Regions from separate parts of the Pan troglodytes genome. Here region 1 is linked to region 2. A link is a contact called in public HiChIP or PLAC-seq data. All regions are on one chromosome and are shown on one strand. The core of a region is the stretch at or near the end of the contact, and the rest is flanking DNA. Distances in the headings are between cores, read along the strand shown.

Region 1 (3,404 bases), core at 696-3,195, 670 kb before region 2:
ACCCAACATCACGGAACACCCAATACACGAAATTCACATGATAGTGCTGTTTGGACATTCTTTTAAAAGACATACATTGGAGTCCAGAGCTCTATGGTGAATCTTATCCTTCGGATCTGACCTATTTAATCAGAACTGTCAGAATTTTCTTTAAACACTGAAATATGATACTTAGGATAAGTGTGGTATTTATGATTTCCCATATCTCTTTCATGGAATAAAATAATAGAAAACTTTACTTACTATTCTGTAGTCTAGTTTCTGGAGAAAGTAATCTTTCATAACTGGAGCTAGTGATTTGAGGCTGCAATTAAGATAAAGGAATTTGATATTTACAGAGCCAGGACGTTCCAATAGTCTTTCTAAATTTTCATGTATTTAACTAAGCTTTATTTAGGCTTTATTCATACTTGAGCTTTATATATAAATCGAATGACCAGAGAAAATTTTGTCTAAAATTTTAATCGTCAATGCTTATTGGAAAGTTCAGAATTTCATAGTGGCCCAGCAAGGTAATTAATGTGAATCAACTGGCTTGTCTATTCTTTTGGTACCTATCCACACACTCTGATTAACTAATTTGATTACCAGTTCCAAGATAGTGTCTGTCTTAGCCAGTTTGAGCTGCTATAATAAAGTACCATAGACTGGGTGGTTTATGAACAACAGAAGTTTATTTCTCCCTGTTCGGGAGGCTGGAAGTCTAAGATCTGGGTGGTAGCATGGGTGGGTTCTGGTGAGGACCCTCTCCTGGGTTGCAGACTTCTGTCTTCTTATTGTTGCTTCACATTGTAGAAAGAGACTGGAGAACTCTCTGAAGTTCCTTTTATAAGGGCACTAATCCCATTTGTGGGAGTTTCACCCTCAGGACCTAATCATCTTCCAAAGGCCCCATCTCCCAACACCATTGCATTGAGAGTTAGGATTTCAACATACGGACTTTGTGGGGACACAAACTTTCAGTTCATTGCAGTATCCATGTTACATTCATGGACATGGTAAATGATAGCTTTTAAACTTCCACATCTAATAAGGTGTTTTTCACAACTGTAATATAATGACAACTGGGAAGCTTCTGTGTCAGAGATTCTTAACTTTCTTTACCAAGAACAAAAATCTCTTGCCTTGAGATGCCTTCATCCAGTCTCTAGTCAAAGCCCCATCTCAAACATGGTACCTACAAACCACTTGACTTTGGTCCCTTCTCATTTTGATAGCATTCTGGTATTTACGTTCTTAGTTCTCTCTTTTTAAAATCTTTTAACATAGAGTCTTACTCTGTTGCCCAGGCTGCAGTGCAGTGGTACAATCAGAGCTCACTGCAGCCTTCAACTCCCGCGTTCAAGTGATCCTCCTGCCTCTGCCTCCCTGGTAGCTGGGACTACAGGTGTGCATCACCAAGCCCAGCTAATATAAAATTAATTATTTTTTTTAACAGACAGTCTTACTACATTGGCCAGCCTGGTCTTGAACTCCTGGCCTCAAGTGATCCTCCCATCCCAGCATCCCTAAGTAGTTGGGATTATAGGTATGAGTCACCATGTCTGGCAGATTCTCAGTTCTTGACAATTTTTTATACAGTAAAAATGTCTTTCAATTTGTGTGTGCGCATGTGTGCACGTGCTTGGGCATGCCTGGAGAATGAGCTAAGCTGTAAGCTTCCAGAAGGCAGGTGTTGAGTCTTTCTTTCTTGGATATTCCTCTGCAGTGCCTGGTACAATCTTCTACTGAGGGAAGAACTCAAACTATGTTGGCTGATGCATGTGGTGTTTCTTAGAAAACTGATTATAGGAAAAGTCTCACGAAGCCTACCAGACCTTGCCCTTCTTAACAAATGTGTCTGTTTCTCCCAAGACACTGTCTGCTTATCCTGCAGCCTGCGTGTTTTCTAGTCACTACCAATTAGCATAATTACTATCTCAAGGCCTTGCCCTTTATTGATCCTGGTAGTTACAGCAGTTTACAGTCACGAGACGTGCTGACAGAAGGTACAAATATATTCACCAGGACCTCCAATGGAGTTCTGTCCCTTTTCTTGCTTTTCAGAATTGCTTTTGTCTGCTTTTGTTTCAGAGTGTGCCTTCCTTTTCCTCATTTCCCCCAAGTTTGCTGTGGCAGAAGTTCAGTAGATCACTCAACACAGCGCCAGAGAGCCGTAGGAAGATATTTACAACAAGAGCTTAGTTTCAATACAGACTAACGTGCTCAATCTGTCAAAATAAATGTAAAGTCAGATAAATAATCAGCAAGGTATTTATCAAATGCCATGCCAGCACCATATGGAGGGTTATTCAGGGATTTTTAGTTAATAGAAGGGGTGGAGGCTGGAGTCCCTGGGTTCTGAAAAGACTCTCACCAAGATGCTATTAAAGAAATGAACTAACAGTGAGAAGGCTGGCAGAATACCAGCCTATATCCTGAACCATTGTCAAGAAAAGGTATTCTTGAGCCTGTAGAAACTAGAAGTACTTGACAGAAGTGGTGACATTCATTGACATAAAGAATACTGTTTCTAATCTATATAAGAGTGCGCCAAGCCAAGGATTTATTACATTCAATAAAACTACTATTTGGTGATACTGAATATATGTCTTGTGCATATTTGGATGCATATAAAATAAGCATCCAGGAACAAGATGGGCCTAAGAGAGATCAGGAGAGGAAGCACTCTTAGGGCAGAAATATCAGAAGGGTTCCTCCCACTTCATCCTCCTGAGTCACTAGGAGTACAGGTGCATGCTACCATGCCTGGCTCATTAAAATTTTTTTTTTTTTTTGTAGAGACAGGGATCTCACTATGTTGCCCAGGTTAGTCTTGAACTCCTGGGCTCAAGTGATCCTCTCACCTTGGCCTCCTAAAGTGCTGGGATTACAGGCATGAGCCACTGTGCCTGGCTGTGATCGTGCCACTGCACTCCAGCCTGAGCAACGAAGCAAAATCTTGTCTCCCCATCCCACTCCCCCCACCAAAAAAAAGAAATCTTAGAAGGCCCGATGGAGGCTTTAAGGCCCAGAAGGCAAGTGGCTTGAATTTCTTGAGCCAATTCTGATTGGGTAGTAAAGATTACCTGGAGCCTGGCCTGAAGAAACTGGCACTTGGCTGCTAGGTGTGGGAATGAAGAGGTGCGCTGCATGACTCCTGGGTGTGCCAGACACCGAGACCACACACATGCTTGGTTCTGAGCTCTGCGGAGGCTCAATGGAAACAAGTGCCTTGGTTGATGCATAACACTGACTGTGACATGAGAGGGGGATGGGAAGACCCCCTGCTGTAAATTCAACATCCCTGCCTGATAGCTGCTCCTTCCTGCTTTCATCCACGGCCAGACACCAGCCAAAGGTGATGCCATGCCCATCCCTCTGCTCCTCAACCATCGATGCTTTGTTCTTTGGTAACTGATGGA
Region 2 (3,389 bases), core at 722-3,221:
AATTTGAAGCACTCTGTCCTCCCAACCTGCCTTCTTTGTATCCTCCTTAAAAAACCAATTAACATGGTCAAGCAGGTGATCTGAATTGCCTATGGTACGTGCAAGGTAGTAGATAATATTAAACCCCTTATTCCCATCTACCTTAGGTATTGTTATCTACTCTTAACAAAGCTTTCCCTTTAACTTCCTTAAGTCCAGGCATTACAGCCTTTACTTAAGATTCTACAGCAATACTACCAGGGCCCAAGATAGCCACACAACACTGAGATTATCCACATTTCCTATTAGGGAGTTGGGTTTCTGTGGCCCACCAGCTGAGTATGTTTGCCATCATTTTCTCCCTGGGCTCTTCTAAGTCTTCATTTTTAAGCTGAGGTGCTCATATGCCTGTGCACCTTCTGCAATCCTGAGCGTTACCTGTGCTGTCTACTTCTCTATCAAGTCAGGACCCTCTACTCCGACAGCCACCTAAACTAGAAACCTAAACGGAACAGACTCGCAGCTAGCAGCAGAGCTCTGGTGTGAAGTACCGTTTTCTGTTAATTACCCAGCTCCCACTCCACATTTCGGAACTTCCAGGTTCCTTCCCTGAGGCCCCCGGTGCAGAGGATTCCCCTTTAGTTCACTTGTGCTCGGTCCTCCTCTCCCAAATGCAGGTCCACTCACACTTCCTGGAAGTCACAGTTGTACCTACTTCATCTTATCTGGCTTAATAATAAACCAAATTGGTGACAGCCCAGACCTCTGAAGCACATCCTGTGGCCCGATTATCTCTGATGTCCTTAGCACCTTATTGCCTCCAGTATACACAAGTTTAGGAAATCATCTCATGTGGACTGACACGTGCTTCCTTCACTTTTCCTCTTAAAATGCTCATGTGAATGGTACGCTTCTCAAATTTGCAGCAGCGCTGGGATTTTTTATGGAGTTGAGAGAGGCAGGGCCTGACTTTCCACTCTTTAAAGAGTTCACCGATTTCCCTTGGGAGTTTCTCAAGACTCAAAAAAGGAAAAGAAAGAGAAAAAGGAAGGTAGAAAGCAATATAGGTATCAACCATTTTTTCTGGTACTCTTCAAACCCAAAACTATTATAGAGGGCGTTAGGAATTCCCCCTGGCTACCAGGTGAAGCAGCGCGAGTCCGATTCCTGACAGGCGAGCACCAGAGACGATGCGGAGTTTTGGTCGTTAGTTTAGAGATAACACCTGGATGCGGGGGCTTGTCTTACCAACCACTGGAGACACCAGGAAGGACGAAATAATGGGCTAATACAGAAAGAACACAGAAAAGGGTCCCAGATACCCAAAGCCTCCTGGCCTCTCCGTCGTCACCTGGAATGGCTTGCAAAGCCTTGGCACAGGCAGCTGGGCCGTGTCCCCTCCCGCCGCGCGCCCCGGGCCGCCCGGACGGCACCTCCTTACCTTGCGGGAGTACGGGGGCTTGCTCAGGTGGATGCCGTCACGGACGAGCTTATCCCTGATCATGATCTTCAGCTTCAGTTTGGGGTAGCTCACCAGCTCCCTGCTGCGGGGGGCGGTCGTGTGGCCGCGAGAGTCCCCGCGGGTGCCCTGGGCCGGGCCGCCGCACGACTCCCCCCGGCGGCCGGTGGGGACGGCGTCGGCGGGCGGCCCGGGGGGCGCCGGCTGCGGCTCGAGCGTGAAGTAGAGGCCGGCGGCGTTGGCGTCCTGCTCCCGCAGCCGGCGCACGGCCTCCAGGATACGGCGGCGGTGCGCGGGCGCCAGCACCCCGATGGCATCCAGGTCCGGGTCCCCGATCTGCTTGCACACCTCCAGGTCATCGTAGCCGTTATCCACGAAGGACTCCGCGTACTGCGGAAGCTGCAGCGCTTTGAGCCACTCGTAAACTATGTTGGTGCACATGGTGGGACCGGGAACCCCGCCGCCGAGCACCTTCCCAGCGCCCAAATGGCACGGGCGGCACCAGTTCTTGAACTTTTAATCCTCTCCTCCAAGGGGAAAAGGGTATCGCAGTAAAGTTTTCCTTTTAAAGGAAAGGCTCGGGCCGGAGACGGAAAACCATCAGAAGAAGCCTGAGGAAGGGAGAAGCGAACAAGCAGCAAAGTGAATTCCCCAAGCAGCCGCGGAGCTCGCAGGCACTGGCTGCTGGGCTGAGCAAGGCGCGCCGCTCGGCTCCGCGCCGCCCCTGGATGCGCCGCCGCCGCTGCCGCCGCGGGGAGGGGCGCGCGACTGGCGCGGGAGGGGGCGGAGGCGGGAGGGGCCGGGGCACACCCCTCGGACCCGCGCCGGGTCAGCGCTGCGCAGTGCCGCCCGCGAGTTTTCCCAGCCGGGACGGTCCGGCGGCTGCGCGCCGCATCTCGCGCTCTGGCAGCCGCCGCCGCCGCTGGCGCGCTCCGCGCCGCTAGGCGACTCCTCCACGCAGACCCGCGGCCGCTGGGAGCGCCTAGTCTTCGCGAGTGTCAGTCACTGTAGTCCTCCCGGCGGGAGCCGGTGGCTTCTACGCTGCTGGGCTCCGCTGGCTGCCCTGGGTTGCTTTTCACATTTCTGTTTAATCTGACTCTTCTACCCGTGGAAGTCTCTGTGCTCACTTCTTCCCGACCCTGCCGGACTCCAGCTTCCGCGCCCGCTGGCAGCCCAAGGACACGTCCCGCCACCCCACGGCGCTGGGGACGCTGCGGGGTTCAGTGTCCCTTCCTTCCGGATCCGCGTTTGAATCCCCCTTCCTCGGATCCCGTACGCAGCCCAGAGCCCGGCGATCTGGCTTCTTCCTTGGGCGGCCACTCAGTAACCCGAGCGGCGGCGTTTTGGCCCGGAGGGTGGGCGCAACGTGGGGACCGCCCGCGTCCAGCCGGCGTGCGCGCCGCCCTCCTCGCTGCAGCTGGGCACGTTGGGCGGCAGGAGAGGCTGCTGTCTTCCTGGCTCTCCCTTCCTAAACTCCCGGGTCTGCGAAAGTTTGGGGTGGGTTGTACTTTCTCCTAGGTCAGTGTGTCCCACCCGGTACCCCACCCTCCTTTCTGCCCGGCCCCTCCCCTTCGTCGGCGCTATGCTTTCTCTCCGGGCCCCCCACCTAGTATACTGCACGGGCTCCCTGGGTGGCTTTTCCCCCAGGGACACTGCCAGGCGTTCCGTCCTGGGGCCCGGGAATCCGAGCCTATCCTCTCGCTCCCGCCCGGGGATCGCGTGGAAATCAATAGAGCACCACCCAGCTCGTGTTGGAAGGGACGCTCAGACATCTCCACCCACGGCATTTTCCCTCTAGGAGGTAACAAAATCAATCGAGTTTCCCCATCATGCCAATGTCTGAGCAGCCTCTTGGGACTGGGGACTCGAGTGGCAGGTGGAACAGACCAAGCGCCTGGGCCCCATTTCCCGGTGTCTGACCTCTTCTTGGGACTAAGGGAAGTGAGGGACG

What was found. HiChIP or PLAC-seq counts read pairs in DNA pulled down with a chosen protein or histone mark.
Region 1: a contact with region 2 is called in an H3K4me3 HiChIP or PLAC-seq map of stem cell-derived excitatory neurons, with 17 times the contacts expected there. The contact joins the enhancer-like site here to the promoter of SAMD5 in region 2. A contact is called at or near these places in 4 of 7 Hi-C or Micro-C datasets (blood, induced pluripotent stem cells and stem cell-derived neural progenitor cells), 1 of 1 datasets of contacts at active chromatin or transcription factors (stem cell-derived excitatory neurons) and 1 of 1 other capture datasets (stem cell-derived neural stem cells).

What each region holds. Positions count from the first base shown.
Region 1 is chr5:160,079,487-160,082,890 of NHGRI_mPanTro3-v2.0_pri, reverse strand. No RefSeq gene overlaps it. Among named protein-coding and RNA genes, the nearest start is that of SASH1, 95 kb to the left of the region's middle. Within about 2 kb of position 1,945, at least 2 of the 24 cell types and tissues checked have an H3K27ac peak or open chromatin away from gene starts, as enhancers often do. A contact at or near this core is called in stem cell-derived excitatory neurons, where this site is marked.
Region 2 is chr5:159,411,744-159,415,132 of NHGRI_mPanTro3-v2.0_pri, reverse strand. SAMD5 (sterile alpha motif domain containing 5) reads right to left here and starts at 1,971. Exons shown (of 2, transcript XM_024357462.3): 1 at 1,421-1,971. The coding sequence starts at 1,879.